Regions from separate parts of the Rattus norvegicus genome. Here region 1 is linked to region 2. The links are chromatin contacts, called in public Hi-C maps. All regions are on one chromosome and are shown on one strand. Each heading gives the region's core, a stretch centred on a gene start, on an enhancer-like site or on the middle of the called end of the contact. The rest is flanking DNA. Distances are from core to core; before and after follow the strand shown.

Region 1 (4,243 bases), core at 350-2,849, 420 kb before region 2:
CCCTGGAGGCCAAAGATGATCCAGTGGGGTGCAAAACCAGGATCAGAGCAAATGAGGGGAGTCAGAAGATGGCCTGACGGCAGTGTTAGGCAGTAAGTGGCTCCCCAATGGTGGATGTGTATTTGTGTCTGCTCTGGAACGTTGATATTAGGCTAGACCTCGGATAACAAAGCCCTGGAGATTGAGGCTAAACACCAAGAATTTATTTTAAAAAAAAAGTTTTTCATGATTCAAATATGCAACCAGAAAATGACTTACAGAGAGGGTGAGACCTCATCACAGCACCTCAGCGTGGGTAACTTCCTCTCCCCTTTTGGCCTCTACAACGTGAACACCACATAGTGGCCTCTGCTTGCTCTGAACTTAGCCTGATGAACCACACAAAAACATGACCACTTGTTATGGGCAAAGAAAAATCTCTTGTTGTCATTCCGGTGTAGTTCTTTGTTTCCGGTTTAAGATAAAAGTAAAAAAAAAAAAAAGTAAGTTAAATAAAATTTCAAACACAGAATAAATGATGTAAGGACATCATCAGCACATAAAATAAATGACTCGGGTGGGTGTATCGGGGTCTTATTTGTATCTATGATTAAATTCATGCTGACTTTAACTCTTTAAGTCAGAAGTGACTTTTCGCTAGTTCTTCAGATGTCTGTCACCTTTTCTTTATAGGCTCTTTCAAAATATCCTTAAATTAAAAAATGACTGCAAAGCAGCACGAATCATTAAAATGATGTCTGCTGCACACTGCATGGAGAAGGGTTTAATGCATCCCTGTATTTTTATTCCTAACAACAGCAGGGGTTTATGTGCTAGCTTAGCACCACCTGCTTCACAGGGCACTGTACACTTTTTGTCTGTAAGAAAATGTCAAAAGGGGGAGCTAGTTAGCTAATTGATTAGAGATTGGGGCTTAAAGTTTGCAGGCAGAAGAGGCTTTCAGAGGTCATGTAAAACCCCAGGAATGCTTTTTATCCCATTCCCCTCCCCCACCCCTGTAAGGCAGTTCATTTCAGCCCTCTCCTTCCTCTCCCATAAGCCCAGCATAGAAGCCGATTTACAGTTTGACAACAAAACAGAAGTGGATTTTAGCTATGCAGCTCACAGAAGCTGAGCCACCAATGGAAAACGATTGTTGAGCTCCAGTCCTTGCAGTTTGGAGCCGTAAGAGTACAAAGGTGAAGGAAACAAACTGCGGCAGAGGCCTGTGGGGCTGCTTTGAGTCAAGGGCTTCAGCAGCACTGCAGAAGCAGGTTTCTAACACCTTTCAGGGCAGCTCTGCACTTACGCTAATGTGTGCTATTTCATGCGATGAGACTCAATGTGTCAAACGCAAGGCACGTTGTGGTGAGAGGTGAGCATTGCCAAGCCCTCCCTCTGCTTTAGATTCTCTGGACCCCGTTCTCCTCTCCCAGCATTGCTTAAACCACTTCACTTTCACCCTTTTCTGCTCAAGCTATTATTTTGGAACCAAAGATCAAACAAAGTTGTTTTTGTGATCCTTTTTCCTGTTTGCTTTATCATTTTCTCCCTCAGTTAGAAACTCAGTTCCCGCCCACACTCACACCTGTGCAAGGCTGCCCTGAGACACAGCATGGGACCAGCCAAGCTCAGACTCTTGAGCAAACATCCCCCAAAGGGACCAGTAGCCTGTGTGCGTGCATGTGTGTGACTGTCTGTTTGTTTCTATGAAACATTAACAGAATTTACTAATGACTTATAATACATATGTGTATTCCCACCCTCCAGCACCCTCAAGAAATGCCAAGTCTTTAATAGGAGGCACATGATGTTAGGAATTCTAGGGGATCAGCTCTTATTCTTGTGTATAAATATGTGTGCACTTATAGACATACTTGATATACATACAGTAGTTTACCGTTTAAAAAATATTTCAATGCATTTCATCATTTGATCTGGAGAAGGGAATAAAATAGAACAGTCAACCCACCACCACATTGCTTCCTTCACATAGAATACTCTCAAACTGTAGGGCAGTACATGAGTGCGGTACAGTGTTTGTGTGTGTGTGTGTGTGTGTGTGTGTGTGTGTGTGTGTGTGTGTGAGAGAGAGAGAGAGAGAGAGAGAGAGAGAGAGAGAGAGAGAGGGAGGGAGGGAGAGAGAGAGAGAGAGAGAGAGAGAGAGAGAGAGAGAATTCCTACATGCATGTTTGGTTTGGCACAGTTAAAAATCAAAGGTCAAGACTCTAAACTAACCAGATGTAAGAGCTATGTTCAATGATACACAACCGTGATCTCAGCATTCAAAAGACAGAGGCAGGGGGATTATTGCAAATCTAAGGCCAGTGGTTTACATGATAAGTAGTTCCAGGCCAGCTAGGGCATCATAGAAAGTCTTCATAAAAGGTTCCTTTCCTTTCCTTTCCTTTCCTTTCCTTTCCTTTCCTTTCCTTTCCTTTCCTTTCCTTTCTTTTCCTTTCTTTTCCTTGCCTTCCTTCCTTTTTTTGTTCTTTTCTTTCTTCACTCATTTTTGTCCTGAGCAAAGATCTCATATAAGCCAGGCTGGCTGTCAATTCAATGATGACTTTAAACCTCTCACCTTCCTGTCCCCATAGCCAATAAGCTAGGATTACAAACTTACACCCGTATGCCCAGTTTTTGTAATTCTGAGGACCTAACCCAGGGCATTGCATATGATAGCCAAGTACTCTTTGAGTTATAGCTCCAGCCTCTCCCCGCAAAAAACTCATCCTGACACTTATAACAGATTTCAAAGACTTGATGCCACCCTGCTTGACCATTATATGGCTAGATAGTTGGTTGGGGCTTGAGGCATTGGTGGACAGAATTGTTAGGGATATCCTGGTCTACAGTGAGTTGCCTTAAGTTCAGGTATCTTCTGGAAAGACGCACATTCATGATTATTCATGTACAAGTTTAAGGATGGGAAGTATTGAATGGCTGATCCTCTCAAGCCAGCTTGGATCCTTTTTAGAAGGAATGTTTGAGATCTCTAAGTGGCCAATAAAATAAACCAGGGTGTCTTGAGCCTTCTTGAAGCTGAACTCTTCCTCTGGCCCTCATCTCTTACTCTTCTCATGAATGCCATCCTTATGCTATCTATAGCACACAGCCTTCCTAAAACCCCACAGGCATTCCATGGAGCCTGCTGAGGTATTTGCCTTGATATGGCCTATACATGCTAGACAAGTACTCTACCAACTAAAAAGAGGGACACCTGCACAGGATCAGAGGAAACTTGAGAACACATCATGAAGGCAGTATGTAGAGATGGCTGTACCAATATTCACAGCATACCAGGAAGCTGAGAGAACCCTGAGGTCATCTTGTACAGTAGCAGTCCCATAGAGGACTACAGAATTATTCATATTTTTCATTAAGATTTTGGGTGGGATGCGTTCCTCACACCTAGGTGAGTTTGCCTCTAGGGTCCTCACACATCTTTCAACTTATGTAGATGACAAGTGAATTAGTGTGTCCAGTCCAGTGTCTTTGGGGCCTTTAATTGCAACTTCTGGCTGGCTTTCTCAGTGACTGCACGAATGCAAACCAGACGAAGGTTGGTTTCCTAACGGCAATAAGTTTCATGTTCACTATGAAGACAGGTTACAGAAACTCTTCAAGCGTCACCAGAAAGCTGTGCCTGACAAAGTTCACTCCTAAGGCTGGACACATACACAACATCATCACTGTTTAGAAGAGACTCAGGGGTACCTGGAAAGGAGGACCACTCACTGCTTGTCTCCTTCCTGAGCTCAGCCCAATTGGCACAAGGATGATACCAGTGTGGCCTGAACTGTTTGAAGGTGCCATGTAATCTGTTATGGGTGGCAACGCTGAGAGGCATCTAGGAAGTAGACAAATCTTTCAGGTGAGATAACAAAGTCTTCTGAAGGCGGATGGCTTCCCAAAGTCACCCCCGAAGGCTTTCTCAGAGGAAATGAGTGCACAAAAGTTTGCTTCCAAGACTTCAGGTAAGGCTCACTTCTTTACTTCTGTAACAGATAAAGCTGCTTTCAATAGGTCGTACCTTCCTCAAGAGGTACTGGAGATGACATTTAGAAAACAGCTATCCCATGCCCAGTACATGAAAGTGCCAGGGGAAAGGTAACCATTGCACACTCCTTTTATATTCAGAAAAATTCCATTAAAGTAGTTCACTCAGTCAAGAGGACTGGCCTGGTTTGGTGTATGACTTTGAGAAATGACTGAAATCCCGATGGCCTAAATTCAAGTAACTACGAAGTCAGGGCAAAACTGT
Region 2 (3,966 bases), core at 1,406-3,905:
ACATCTGTCTGAGGGCTACAATGGAAACTTGTACTTAGACCCACTGTGTTCTAGAAGCTATTGGTACTACAGCATTCTGGGAAATGAAATGGCATACAAAGGCAGAAGCCTAGGAGTACATTACAGCAATAGGAATGGCATAGAGGAATGTGGGCTGGTGATGAGGGCCTTTCTTAGAAGTTGGGGACAGGAAAGGGGAGAAAAGAAAAGGGCAGAGAGGCAAGGGCCCAACTTCAGAAGGTTTGTTCTCCCTTGGGCTAAGTGACCCCCTGGGAGCCAGAGCAAGGGACTTTGATGGGAGATTGTCACCCAGTAAGGATATGTTGGAAAAGTTGTTGGAGATGGGACTTCAGAAATAGCATCTTCAGAACCTAACTGGGCCCTGAGCCCTGATCCCTGACTCTCCTGACTAGGGTGAACTCTCTCTATCTCTCTGTCTCTGTCTCTCTCTGTCTGTCTCTGTCTTTGTTTCTATTTCTCTGTCTCCCTGTCTCTCTGTCTCTGTCTCTGTCTCTGTGTGTCTGTCTCTGTCTATTTGTCTCTCTGTACCTCTCTCTTTCCCTCCCTATGTTCCTCTACCTATCTCCCTCACCTACATTCTCCCTTTTCTAGCGGAGCACCTTCCTTGGCCCCTGCCCCTCATACTCACTAGGCCTGGCTTTTCTGAATGCCTCTCTCGCCTTGGCTGTAGCTCTTATCTCGTTGTACAGATTTCTATCTGTTTGCAATGAGGGTTCTCTGAAGCTGAGCATGAATCTAATTGGTGTCTAAGTGTTCAGTAGAGTTCACAGCTGCTTCATACTAAAAGCTTAATGAGGAGCTAGGCGTGGTGATGCACATGCACAACCCAGTTCCTAGGAGGCTGGATGTCTGCCTAGTACTGTGAGGCTCTAAGTCAAAAGCCAAAGTTTGACGAAAGAATGAATGAATGAGTGGGCGAGCGAGTGAATGAATGAATGATGAGTGATCTGCCAACTCTGACAAAGTGGAGATGATTCAGAAAAGTGCTCCTCTGCTAGACACCTGCTAAGAGCCAACTCTGCTGTTAGACTGAGAGTCTAGGGTCTCACAGAATAGAAGAGCAGGAAATGGCTAAGCTTCACCCCTCTCAGAAGGCCCACCTCCCTTCCAAGCACTTGTTTAAGCTCACGCATCCCTAGTTCCGCTTCTCTCCTCTGTCCTCTATGCATATGACAGAGCAGAAACACAGAGCAAATGCTAATGTGGGTCCCCCTGGCCACTGAGGGCTGTTGCTAGGTTTCAGTTGATAAAATATCTGATTCCCCTAAAGAAAAGGTAGGGAGGCCCACAGGGTCTGATAACTTAGGGAAAGCAGGAGTGTTCCCTAAGGTGAGGTCTGGACAGAACCAGACTAGCTCGCACAGCTGTGACCTCACACAGAAGGGACAGGGGCAGAACAGCCGCACAAGTGGACAAAAGGGAGAAGAATATCCCCAGAGCAGCAGCCTGTGGAGCCCCAGGATGGCGACGGGGACACCTTTCCCGAGCCACCTTGTCTTCTAGGTGTTGAGTCAGGTTTAGGACGACGCAATGAAGAGCAATCTAACATGACTCTGGATTCCCCCTCATGTTCCTCCATCACTCTGAGGACCAAGAGCACAAGGCGCTTGCGCATTTTACTCTATCTATCAACAGGTGTGAATTTTAAAATGAATTCCTGAGCTCAAACTCTCACTGCATTAGCATTGAGACTTTGGGCAAGTTCTTTAATTTTTCTGTACCTCAGCTCCCCATACAAAACTGGGATATTCACAGTATTTCCCCAGCAGAAGTTTCCCTTGGGCTTAGATGAGGTAAGACATACAGAAAGCACAGAATAGTCTCTGGCGGTCAGTCAGTACTACGTGTACCATACTCATTATTTGTATGTTAATATAGGTCACAGGGAAAGGTTACATGGCATTTCATTAAGCAAATGACAGAGGAGAACAGTTATCCAGCTTAGCAACAGTCTAGTGAACAAAAGTAGGGAACACTTCCTTGTGTTCAGTAGTAGCAGGTATGTGTACAGGTGTGGCTGCACTCACACCGCGTCTTTATGTTGAAATGGTGACAGTCATTTGCAAGTATTAGATAGCTTACCTGTAGAACTCCAATACATGAGGACAAGCAAAGGTGCCTGTGTTTGGGAAGCACATAAGACATGGATCTCACTCTCAGACCCTCCAACCAGTCCCTGAGTATGACATGGGGATATAACTCAACATCTCAGGACATCTGTTTCCTTATGAGAAATGCCAAGGCTTTCAAACAGAAAGGATTCGGAAAAGGACAAGTCTCAGTTTATGGACACACGTTGACCTATGCTGAGTTACTTCCTGCAGTCACAGAAAATCCTTGACAATCAGTCAGGCAGGTTTTGTGGCTCATCTATTCAGGTGAGGAAGCATCAGAAGTCATTGGCCCAAGCTTCCAGGGTATAGCAAAGTTAGTAGATACGTTTAGATCTCTTGGCCCTTGGAGTCTAGAAGACTGACCACAGCAAACCTGAGTGAGTGAACTTAAAGGAGGGCAAAGGGATTATTAAATTATACAACTAAGCAAGTGGGGAAGGGAGTCTTTCTACCTCTCTCTGCCAGTGTGCTGGCCACGCGGCCTCTGCGACAGACAGGGATCAGAGTGGTATGGGGTGGAGCTTTGTATGATGTTCAGCCTTGTCTGGGTGGGGGTTGGAGGAGTGGGTTGGAGGAAGTTGCACTCTGGTGGCTTTGTGCAATAATTTCCAAGGCTAACAGGATGCTTCTCTCTTCAAACAAATCTGATGTCCTTGTACCCTGTGGCCCTTGGAGCAGATCAGTTACAAAGACAAAGACAACTTTGCCAAGATGATCAGTCACGTGACTCCCCTTTGCAATCGACCTTTGGAAGTCTTTGATGTGCTAGCCACTGTCCCCCCCCCCCCCTTCCGAGGGCACGTTTTTCTGGACTCAGTTATCAAGTCCATTTTGAAGCAGTATCTTTTGAAAGAGGTTTCTTTGGAAAAATAGTCATTTCGAAGAGTATTTCCAGTCAGCATTTCAACAAACAGCTGTATGGACACTGATGTGTCTTATCACTTCAGCCATCAGGCTGCCTGGCCCTGATAGCTAGAAAAAAAATCCAGGATTATCATGATCTTCAAAAGTCTGCTTTGACACAGAGGGACAGTGTGGTAGGTCAGTGTAGGATAGCACAGTCATTTCTATCTGCCTGTTCCCTTATCCCTTCATTATTCCTTATTCCTTCAGAAAGACACACTGAGCTCCATGCTGTACCCCATTCTAGAGAGGAATGAGACAAGTCCCACCCCAGAGAGGTTTGCGAAATGCAGGAAAGAGCAATATAGTTAACACCCTTAAGTCAAGCATCTTCGAAAAAGGATATTCTGAATCTATGTGGAGGCTCCAAAGGAGAGATGGGCCATCAGTGGAGCCGAAAGATTCCAAGATGGACACTTGAAGACTCAATGGGTCTCTTCTATGTCCCCTTTCCCCAGAAGGTGGTGGCCAGAGGTGTGCCAAAAAGAAAGCACCATCCTGATGCCCTTCGTGTTACATTCCCACTCACTTCAGAAAACTTCAGACTACTGGTAAACACCAAAGTGACCTGGCTGAGGAGACACAGGTGGTAGCCACCAGCCTGTAGCACGTCACCTATAACTATGAGGGACATAGTGCCTTCAGGACAACAGATAGAGTAAAACAATATAATTGGGAAGCAAAGAATTTGGTTATTGTATCTGCTGTCTCTAGAATCCGAAATCCGTGAAAGTTTTTCAATTGACTTTAAAACTGTGACGATGTTTACTAACCTGTCCCTCAGAGTCCTCGGAGGCCACCATCCCCTCATGGGCTGGCAGCAGCCAGCTTGCTTGCTGTGTTTCCATCACTTGTTCCCACAGTGCTAGTTCAAAATGCCACCCATCCCTTACTGAAATCATCCCCCATTCTTGTAAGTTCCCTGCTA

Evidence for each region. A called contact is a pair of places that touch in the nucleus more often than the background predicts.
Region 1: a Hi-C map of liver shows a contact between it and region 2, with 2.8 times the contacts expected there. The contact joins two enhancer-like sites. A contact is called at or near these places in 2 of 12 Hi-C or Micro-C datasets (kidney and liver).

The regions. Positions count from the first base shown.
Region 1 is chr6:48,171,122-48,175,364 of GRCr8, reverse strand. No RefSeq gene overlaps it. Among named protein-coding and RNA genes, the nearest start is that of Rnf144a, 570 kb to the left of the region's middle. Within about 2 kb of position 1,599, at least 4 of the 93 cell types and tissues checked have an H3K27ac peak or open chromatin away from gene starts, as enhancers often do. A contact at or near this core is called in liver, where this site is marked.
Region 2 is chr6:47,755,475-47,759,440 of GRCr8, reverse strand. No RefSeq gene overlaps it. Among named protein-coding and RNA genes, the nearest start is that of Id2, 290 kb to the right of the region's middle. Within about 2 kb of position 2,655, at least 1 of the 93 cell types and tissues checked has an H3K27ac peak or open chromatin away from gene starts, as enhancers often do. A contact at or near this core is called in liver, where this site is marked.